Linked DNA regions of Mus musculus: regions 2 and 3 are each linked to region 1. The links are chromatin contacts, called in public Hi-C and promoter capture Hi-C maps. All regions are on one chromosome and are shown on one strand. The core of a region is the stretch at or near the end of the contact, and the rest is flanking DNA. Distances in the headings are between cores, read along the strand shown.

What was found. Hi-C and Micro-C count contacts between places; a contact is called where the count stands out from the background. Capture Hi-C pulls out chosen DNA fragments and counts their contacts.
Region 2: a contact with region 1 is called in a Hi-C map of liver, with 1.8 times the contacts expected there. The contact joins the enhancer-like site here to the promoter of Nrg4 in region 1. A contact is called at or near these places in 2 of 39 promoter capture datasets (both in liver), 1 of 484 Hi-C or Micro-C datasets (liver) and 1 of 9 other capture datasets (adipose tissue).
Region 3: a contact with region 1 is called in a promoter capture Hi-C map of adipose tissue. The contact joins the promoter of Ube2q2 here to the promoter of Nrg4 in region 1. A contact is called at or near these places in 18 of 39 promoter capture datasets (the 3T3-L1 cell line, 3T3-L1-derived adipocytes, the C10 cell line and 13 more), 1 of 115 datasets of contacts at active chromatin or transcription factors (embryonic stem cells) and 2 of 9 other capture datasets (adipose tissue and liver).

The regions. Positions count from the first base shown.
Region 1 is chr9:55,282,309-55,284,912 of GRCm38.p6, forward strand. It overlaps Nrg4 (neuregulin 4), which reads right to left and starts at 1,317. Exons shown (of 8, transcript NM_032002.2): 1 at 1,189-1,317; 2 at 243-308. The coding sequence starts at 252.
Region 2 is chr9:55,504,535-55,507,138 of GRCm38.p6, forward strand. All of the region lies in intron 1 of Etfa (electron transferring flavoprotein, alpha polypeptide), which reads right to left. Among named protein-coding and RNA genes, the nearest start is that of Etfa, 6.4 kb to the right of the region's middle. Within about 2 kb of position 1,282, at least 7 of the 459 cell types and tissues checked have an H3K27ac peak or open chromatin away from gene starts, as enhancers often do. A contact at or near this core is called in liver, where this site is marked.
Region 3 is chr9:55,148,067-55,150,670 of GRCm38.p6, forward strand. Ube2q2 (ubiquitin-conjugating enzyme E2Q family member 2) reads left to right here and starts at 1,303. Exons shown (of 13, transcript NM_180600.3): 1 at 1,303-1,760. The coding sequence starts at 1,569.

The sequences.
Region 1 (2,604 bases), core at 67-2,566:
AATTTGAGAAGTTGATATCAGATAGAAAGCTAGAATCTGTCACTTTGTAAGAAGAAAAAACCCAATAAAACAAAAATAAAAAATAAAATAGATTTATGTTATATAGGTCTTTTAAAGCTAAACTAATGTTTTTGGAAGGCTTTGCATGGGAAACAATATAGCTTTATATTAATATACATTGGTCATTTTCTTACTAAATAAACTCACACATAGACAAGAAGTATGAACTTACAAGAAATTACCTGTTGGCATCTTAATTTTTAAATAGTTTCATTCTTGATGGAAGAATTAAGGTTGAAAATCAGCACCTAAAATAATTTAAAATTTATATTTTAAGGGAGGTTATCCTGTTTGGAGGACATTATAATGCGCCAAATGTTCCATTAGCAAAACTCTAAAATGTTGAAAATAAAACACACATGGCAGTATTCGAGCATCTTAGACATACAGACAATGCTGAAACATGAACAGATAAAAAGAAGATCGACATTAAAAGGGTAGTGTTGGGTGAGAACGGTGGCATAGCGTCTTGGTTGAGAACACCATGGAGACGTGCAGACACACGCTCAACTGAGCCACCTCCAGCGACATCTGTGCTTTTAAACCACGTAGCCCGCAGAAACCTAATTTCCACAACGAACCCATGACCTCCCAAATTTTCAACTTGTTGAAAATGGCCACTCTATAGAAAAACCTCAAAAAAGGATTTAAGCACTTCGGTTACAGCTTCAGAACCTGCACAAGTGCGTGTCCACGTTTGGTAGGCAGAAGCTACATAGTCTGCCTGCCAATCAATTGACAAACGCCCTTCCTTAAAATGGTGTCTGAGATTTGGCAAGGCAGTAAATGAGACACACTTATGAGAGAAGTTTGCTACTGTAACAAACAAAGGCATTAAGAGCAGATGAAGGATTTAGCCTTACATTGGGATTGCAAGCTCTTGTCATAGTACAAATACTATAATGAAAGTTCAATCTACCACTTCATATAAGAACATTCAAAATTAAAGTCTTCTAAAGGCAATCTCTTTTACAGACAAGCAGAGAGAGGAGAAAGAGGTGAGGAGAGGGGAGAGAGGGGAGAGAGGGGAGAGAGGGGAGAGAGGGGAGAGGGAGAGCGCGCACAGTAAATGTATAATCACTGGCTCATTTTTTTTTTCTCCTTTTTCCCCAAATAAACAGGGCTTACCTCAACAGAAATTTATATTCCCATAAAAAAAGAAAATTTTGCTAGACATGCAGCGTTTCACAAGTGTTTGAACACTGAGGACTTCAGCAACTGTGACTCGAACTTTACAACGTGTCAAAAATCGGATTTATGTCACTTCAGTGTGGGCGAGGTCAAGGCAGACCAAGGTGTGAGCAGAGGTCGCAAGCAGCCAGGGGAACCACGCCCACACAGAGGTCAGGAGCAGCCAAGGGAGTCACGCCCACACATTTCCAAACCGCAAACGGGTAGGATTTCACTAAGAAAAGGAGCTGCGGTAGGTGGCACCCCTAAAGCGCGGTCCAAGTTTCAAAGTTATGAAATAAGCCACGTTCTTTAGAGCCCTTACTTATCTCTGCATGTCTTGGTAACTGATATGTGTTAGGTAAGTATGTGGAAAAACAGCATTGGTGTGAAACTAATGCACCACAGAGTTTACAAAATAATTTCTCTTATAGAGTAAGTAAAATATACAAATAATGACTTGAACTTATCAGACTGAACGAAGCAATAGTTGAAACGGAGCTCACATTTATCGTGGCACCTCTAGCGATGCAGCTAGTGGATCTGATGATAGAAGTTCTCAGGAGACCTGTGACACAGCTCTCTTAAGCGCGCCTGTGTAAGTTCTGTCGTGTCTGGGAAACGACTCTCCTTGGAGTCACCCATTACCTCTGGCTCTTAGAATCATTCCTTCTCCCCTTCTGAGAAGATCCCTCAGCCTCATATACACTAAGAAAAGTTAAGTTCTAAAAGTCATGTTTTAAAATGTTAACATGTAAATCTGTTTAAATGAAATATGGGTTTCCCCTTTAGATAAAAGTATACTAAGCATTTAGATGGTTTTATTTTCCAAAAATCACAATTCAAACAAATATGTGTGTGTGTGTGTATATATATATATACATATATATATATGTGTGTGTGTGTGTGTGTGTGTGTGTGTGTGTAAAACATGCTTTTGACTATAGATTTATTTTCATTGCTCATATTATCTCCCACATCAAATGAAATTCTATAGATATAGTTAGCACATATATGCATAATATATGTGTATATATACATATGTACATAAGTTATTTTAGCACACAGTATTTGAGACTGAAAATAAGATGATAAAAATAACCTTTATTTATTTTATTTGAACTAGGAAACTATTATGCTGCCAATTAATATAGAAATGAACACTAAACTGCACATGGGGATCATGTGAACTTAAGCCATTCAAGATGCATTTATTAAGAGACATGTTATGATGATTTGTACTGTTTTTTATACATGAGAAATTAAAAACCGGGGGAGCTATGTGATTCCTTATTTTATTATTTAAGACAGAGTCTTGAAGGACCCATAGCTCCAGCTGCAGAGGTAGCAGAGGTGGCCTTGTTGGGCATCACT
Region 2 (2,604 bases), core at 32-2,531, 220 kb after region 1:
AGTTAGATCAAACATCACAGACTCCACTCAACAAAACTGTTCACTTCTACAAAAGGAGTGAAGAGAGAGCTGCACATCTTTGATTGTTTGCTTCGGTTGTTACAGAAGCCTTCTTTCTCAACTGTGATTCTGCAGTCATCAATACCACGGCAAAAGTATTGCCCTCCCTTGCCCCTTCAGTCAGCAGGAGGCTGGATCATAGACTTACACATGGTTTTGGCTACAGTGCAGACCACAGACATTCACATGGTCCTTAGCATCAGCAGATGCTACTGACCTCAGCATGGTCTCCTGAGGTAGTGTAAAGCACGGACGTCAGCTCCGTCCTACGCCACTGCTCAGGCCCTGGACACCAATCACAGCCCTTCTAGGCAGCACAGGCCAAGGACATCAATGTGACTTCAGGTGGCAGCATAGGCATCAATATTGCCCTTGCCTGGCATCAGAGTACACACCTTTAATCCCAGCACTCAGGAAGCAGAGGGACTCTATTAGTTTGAGGTCGGCCTGGCCTACAGAATGAGTTCCAGGACAGCTGAGATTATTACACAGAAAAATAAAAAGTCTCAAAAAAAACATCTACATGAACTTCCAGCTTTAAAGCAGCTTAGGGCAGCAGAAAATGGATACCAAAGTGGCCTCCACAGAGGCCTTTTAAGGAGGTCCAATCCAGAAAATAAACCATCCTTCATCTTGGACATCCTGTTACTGCTCAGAGCCAAGCCAATCATGCAGCTGGGCAGCAAGTTCCAGGGCTGAGTTGGAATGCCAGCTCCAGGTTGCTGCACACCACCCTGTCAGCCCTAGTCATCTCCCACCCAGCCACGGCAACCTTCTCACATGGCTGTTATCATGACTCTAGTTCTGCCACTCTAGCACTCTCACTCCTGCACTCCATTCCTCTATCTTTCCTACCTCTCCATCAAATATCTATTTGTTGTAGTGACTCTACAGACTACAGTGTGCCACATAGCCTTTTTTTCCCCAGACAGCTTTGCATACAAATATTCACTGCAAGGAGTTGTTGGTCTGGTTCATGGTTTTTAGTTTCTGAAGCACCATAAATATTGGTCCATTGCTGTGACTCCTCTCAGATATCCTGATGTTGCCTAAAGTCATGGTGATTTTGCAGCCAAGTAGGGCTTTCTGGGGCAGATTCTGTGTGAGGTCCTGGCTGCTGCACACCTCTGTGCCCTCAATGTCTGCCATCCTAGGCTTTGCCAGGCTCAACTTTTGTGTTTATAGCCTGTGGGCAGCACTGCTGCCCTGTGCCTTTTATCTCTCAGCAGGTCAAATAGCACAGGCCACAGCTACAGTGGCTCCATGAGGGAAGCCAGCCTGTAGGCCTAGAGCCAGCCCCATTCAGCAACGACCTGTTTTTGTGTTTACAGTCTGCTGGCTGAGACAGAACAATACAGGGTATAGACTCATCATTCTTCTGGTTCTGTTCAGCCATCTTTCCTTGTGGTTTTGTGTGTCCACACTTTAAAAGCATCTACTCATAAGCCTCCTCCATCTTTTTTATTTAGTTGTTCTGGTGATACTGCTGGTCTTACAGACTCCTTTTTTTGCTCCTAGGAACCCCCATGGGCCTCTCCTATTCCAAGGAGCTCTGCAGCAGGTGCTGGTGGCCACAACCATCTTTCTCCTCCCCCTTATATAGACAGTTTTAAATAATTAATGTGACAGATATTTTGTTCCTACTTCAGCCTTAGAAACATCATTTTAAAAATAAAAACATGCTAACACACAGGACATGAACAGAATCAAAACAATGGTAATGTGATTGATTTCAAACAGTCAAAAGTTAAAAAATGAACATTTTAATTTTAGATATATATATTATATGAATGTTTAGCTTGCATGTGTCTATCTATACACACCTCCCTGAAACCTATAGAGCTCAAAGGAATCTATCAGATCCCCAAAACTGGAGTTATGGATGGTTGTGAGCCACCATGTGGGTGCTGGGACTCCAGCACTCTTAACCACTGAGGCATCTCTCCATCACATTAAAAAAAAAAAGTATCTTGTGTGTACATACATATACACGCATACCATAATGAGCATGTGGAGGTCAGAGTATAATCTAAGGGGGTTAGTTCTCTTCACCATGTAGATTCTACGGACCTGTCAAATTACAACTGGCAGGCTTGATAGCAAGCACCTCTGCCCACTAAGCCATCTCAATGACCTATAGTTTTAATCTAAGAAAAAACTTAGCTTGGTGGTACAGACCTGGAATCTCAGCTCCTAATAATTCTAAAATAGGAAGAACACAAGTTCAAGGCCAGCCTTGGCTACAAAGTTACCAATCTGAATCAAAATAAAAAGTAAAAAGAAGCTGTGTATAAAGATCAATGGTAGAATACTTGTCTAGCATCCCTGGTACCACAAGCATAAAAATATGAAAAGTTAGAGAAAACCATCATTTTCATTACTGTGTAGTAAGAAGCTTAGTAAACTTCAGTTTCCTAAGACTTTGCAATACCCTTTTAGACTTTCTCCAGTCCCCAAAGGAGTTTATGCTCCCCAAATACCTATTCATTCTTCCTACACTGATCCTCTTAATGTGCTTAGCATGTATCTTCTCCAAGCTACCAA
Region 3 (2,604 bases), core at 53-2,552, 130 kb before region 1:
ACATAGTGAGTTCAAGGACAGCCACTGCTACATAGTGAGCCTATTTCCAAAAACAAACGAATGCATTCCTAGTCTGGCGGTGGTGCAGGCCTTTAACCTCAGCATTCAGAAGGCAGACAGTCCGATCTCTGTGAGTTCGAGGCCAGACTGGTCTACAGAGAGTGCGTTTTAGGACAGCCAGGGCTACATAGTGAAACCCTGTCTCAAAAACAAACCAATAATAATAATAAAAGAATTTCAAGATGGTGACAGCAGGGCACTAAACCAGGCCCGGGAGCCTTACTAAGCTAGGAACCCTGGGTACTACATAGGTGACATGTCTAGAAAGTTGGTCTTGCCTCTGGAAAAATGTAGTCCTCTAGTTATTTGTGAACGAACCTAGGTTATTCCAGAATTGTGTTAAGTGCTGGGGAATCAGGTAAGAGCAAGAATTTATTAAATGACACAGGTGTCATTAGGCTTTTCCTCCCCTCAATCCTAGGGGTGCTTCTCTGAATGAGATTTCAGTGTTAAGCAGAGACAACAGAAAGAAGCAATAAGTTAACCTAGGAAAGGGATACATGGTATCTACATGGTTACTTTAGCTTAGTTGGTCAGGAAGGATCAGTCTGACACATTTGAGATGTGACTTCAACAAACATGGTCCATTCTGGGAAGTCCAGCAGAAACTCAGGACGCAGAGTATCCACATTAGCGCGAGCACATAAATGTTTACGTGAAAGATTGAAATGATGATGGGAAGAAGCTGGCAGGCTCTATCATCGTCTTCGGCAAATGGGAGCGAAGGAGGGAGTACAAGTCTGGAGAGAAGGACCTTTCGGGAGTCACACTTAGAAAAGTGGTGGGTGGTTCAGCGCGGAGCGAGAGCAACATACGTGAAGGTGCTAGGCGCACACCTCTCATCTCCCCATCCCGGCCGCGCCCAGGCCAGGTGAGTGGGTGGCCGGTGGACAACCACGCGGAGGAGCAACCTCCAGGGGCCCGCGCGTTTCCTACCCGAGCCGACGTGGCCGGCGCGATAGGCCGCGCACGTGTCTGGCCAGAGGCCCCGGTGCAGCGCAGAGGCGCGCAGGGGAGCTCAGGTTCATCCTCGTGCGGTGCCGCCGGCCCAAATCCTCGGGGCGAGCGGCGGGTGCTGGGCGCGGAGCCCCGGTGTGGGGCGGAAAGGGGCTGGGTCATGAGAGGAGGGGGCGGTCGGGAGCGCGCGCGGAGCTCGCGGGCGCGCGCCGGGGCGGGGGCAGCCCTCTCCCAGGCGGCGGTGGGGGCGGCGTCGCTGTTGCCCTTTTAAGCCGCGGGGCCACCGCCTCCTGCGGGTGGAGTCGGTTACAAAGGCAGCAGCCGGCCCGGCTCCCGCACGCTCGCTCGCTCCCTCGCTCGCACGCCCGCCCGCCGAGGCCTCGCGCTCCTCGCCATTTTCCAGCCGCGCTCGGACGCGGGTCGCGGCGGCGGGGAGAGGCGGAGCCGCGAGAGCGCGGCCCGGGCCGGCCCCGCGGGGCGGTCGCGGCCGTGACGGCGGCTCCCGGCCCCGGCTCCCTTTCCTCACCCCTCCCGCTGGAGATGAGGGGAAGATGTCCGTGTCAGGGCTCAAGGCCGAGCTGAAGTTCCTGGCGTCCATCTTCGACAAGAACCACGAGCGATTCCGCATCGTCAGCTGGAAGCTGGACGAGCTGCACTGCCAGTTCCTGGTGCCGCCGCCGCCACCACCGCCGGGCAGCTCGCTTTCGCCGCCGCCGCCGCTCACACTTCACTGCAACATCACGGTGAGGCGCCGGGTCGTAGCCCCTCGGGGCCGGGCGGGGGCGGACCTGGGCGCCGCAGTCCCGGGACAAAGGGCGCCTGCCCGGGAGACCCCCGGTGTCCCGGGCACGGCCGGTTGGCGGCTGGGCCCTGGGCCCGGCCGGGAGCTCGGGCTGCCTGGTCGGGAGGAGGTGGAGGCGCGTCGCAGCACGGCGCGGGCCGGCTTTGCTCTGTTGGCCCCTCGCGGCCCCCGTCGGGCCCCGAGGTCGCCATGGCCGCCCGCAGCCGGCCTGCTCTGGGGACCGCGGCTCGTCCGTGGGCTCCTGTCAGTCGCTCAGGTGGAAAGGCTCTCAAGTATCTGTTTTAGCTACTCGTTTTCCCATCGGGTTCCAAAACCCACGTCCTTGCTTGTTCAACCAGTTCTCGTTTGTGTTTTGGTCTCCGAGGACAAACGAACACTGAAAGCCTACGTATTTAAGGAAAAAGTTTAGGACGCAACCCCGGGGGATGGTGTGGAACCATCGTTTAGCCCTGACCTGGCTTTGCGCTTACGTGTTTTGGAAAAGCTCATGGAACCTTCCACGCGGCAGGTGGTGTGGTGAGTGTGCAAGCTGTCCCACCTGTGCCCTGTGCGGAAGCCTGGACGTTACCAGGAGGGGAAAGGAGATGCTTCGCAGTTTATTACCGGGGAAGATCAAGTGGGATTGGAAGGCTGGAGAAACACGTGGGAAGTTACTTTTCTGTTTAAGGGAAATGCTCTTTAGAAACATTCAGTTGGTAAAATTATCAGATTGTAAGTGAACTCTCTCCCCCCCCCCCCTATCGAAGTGTATTATGAGGCTGACTGTTCATTGTGAAATTGATCTC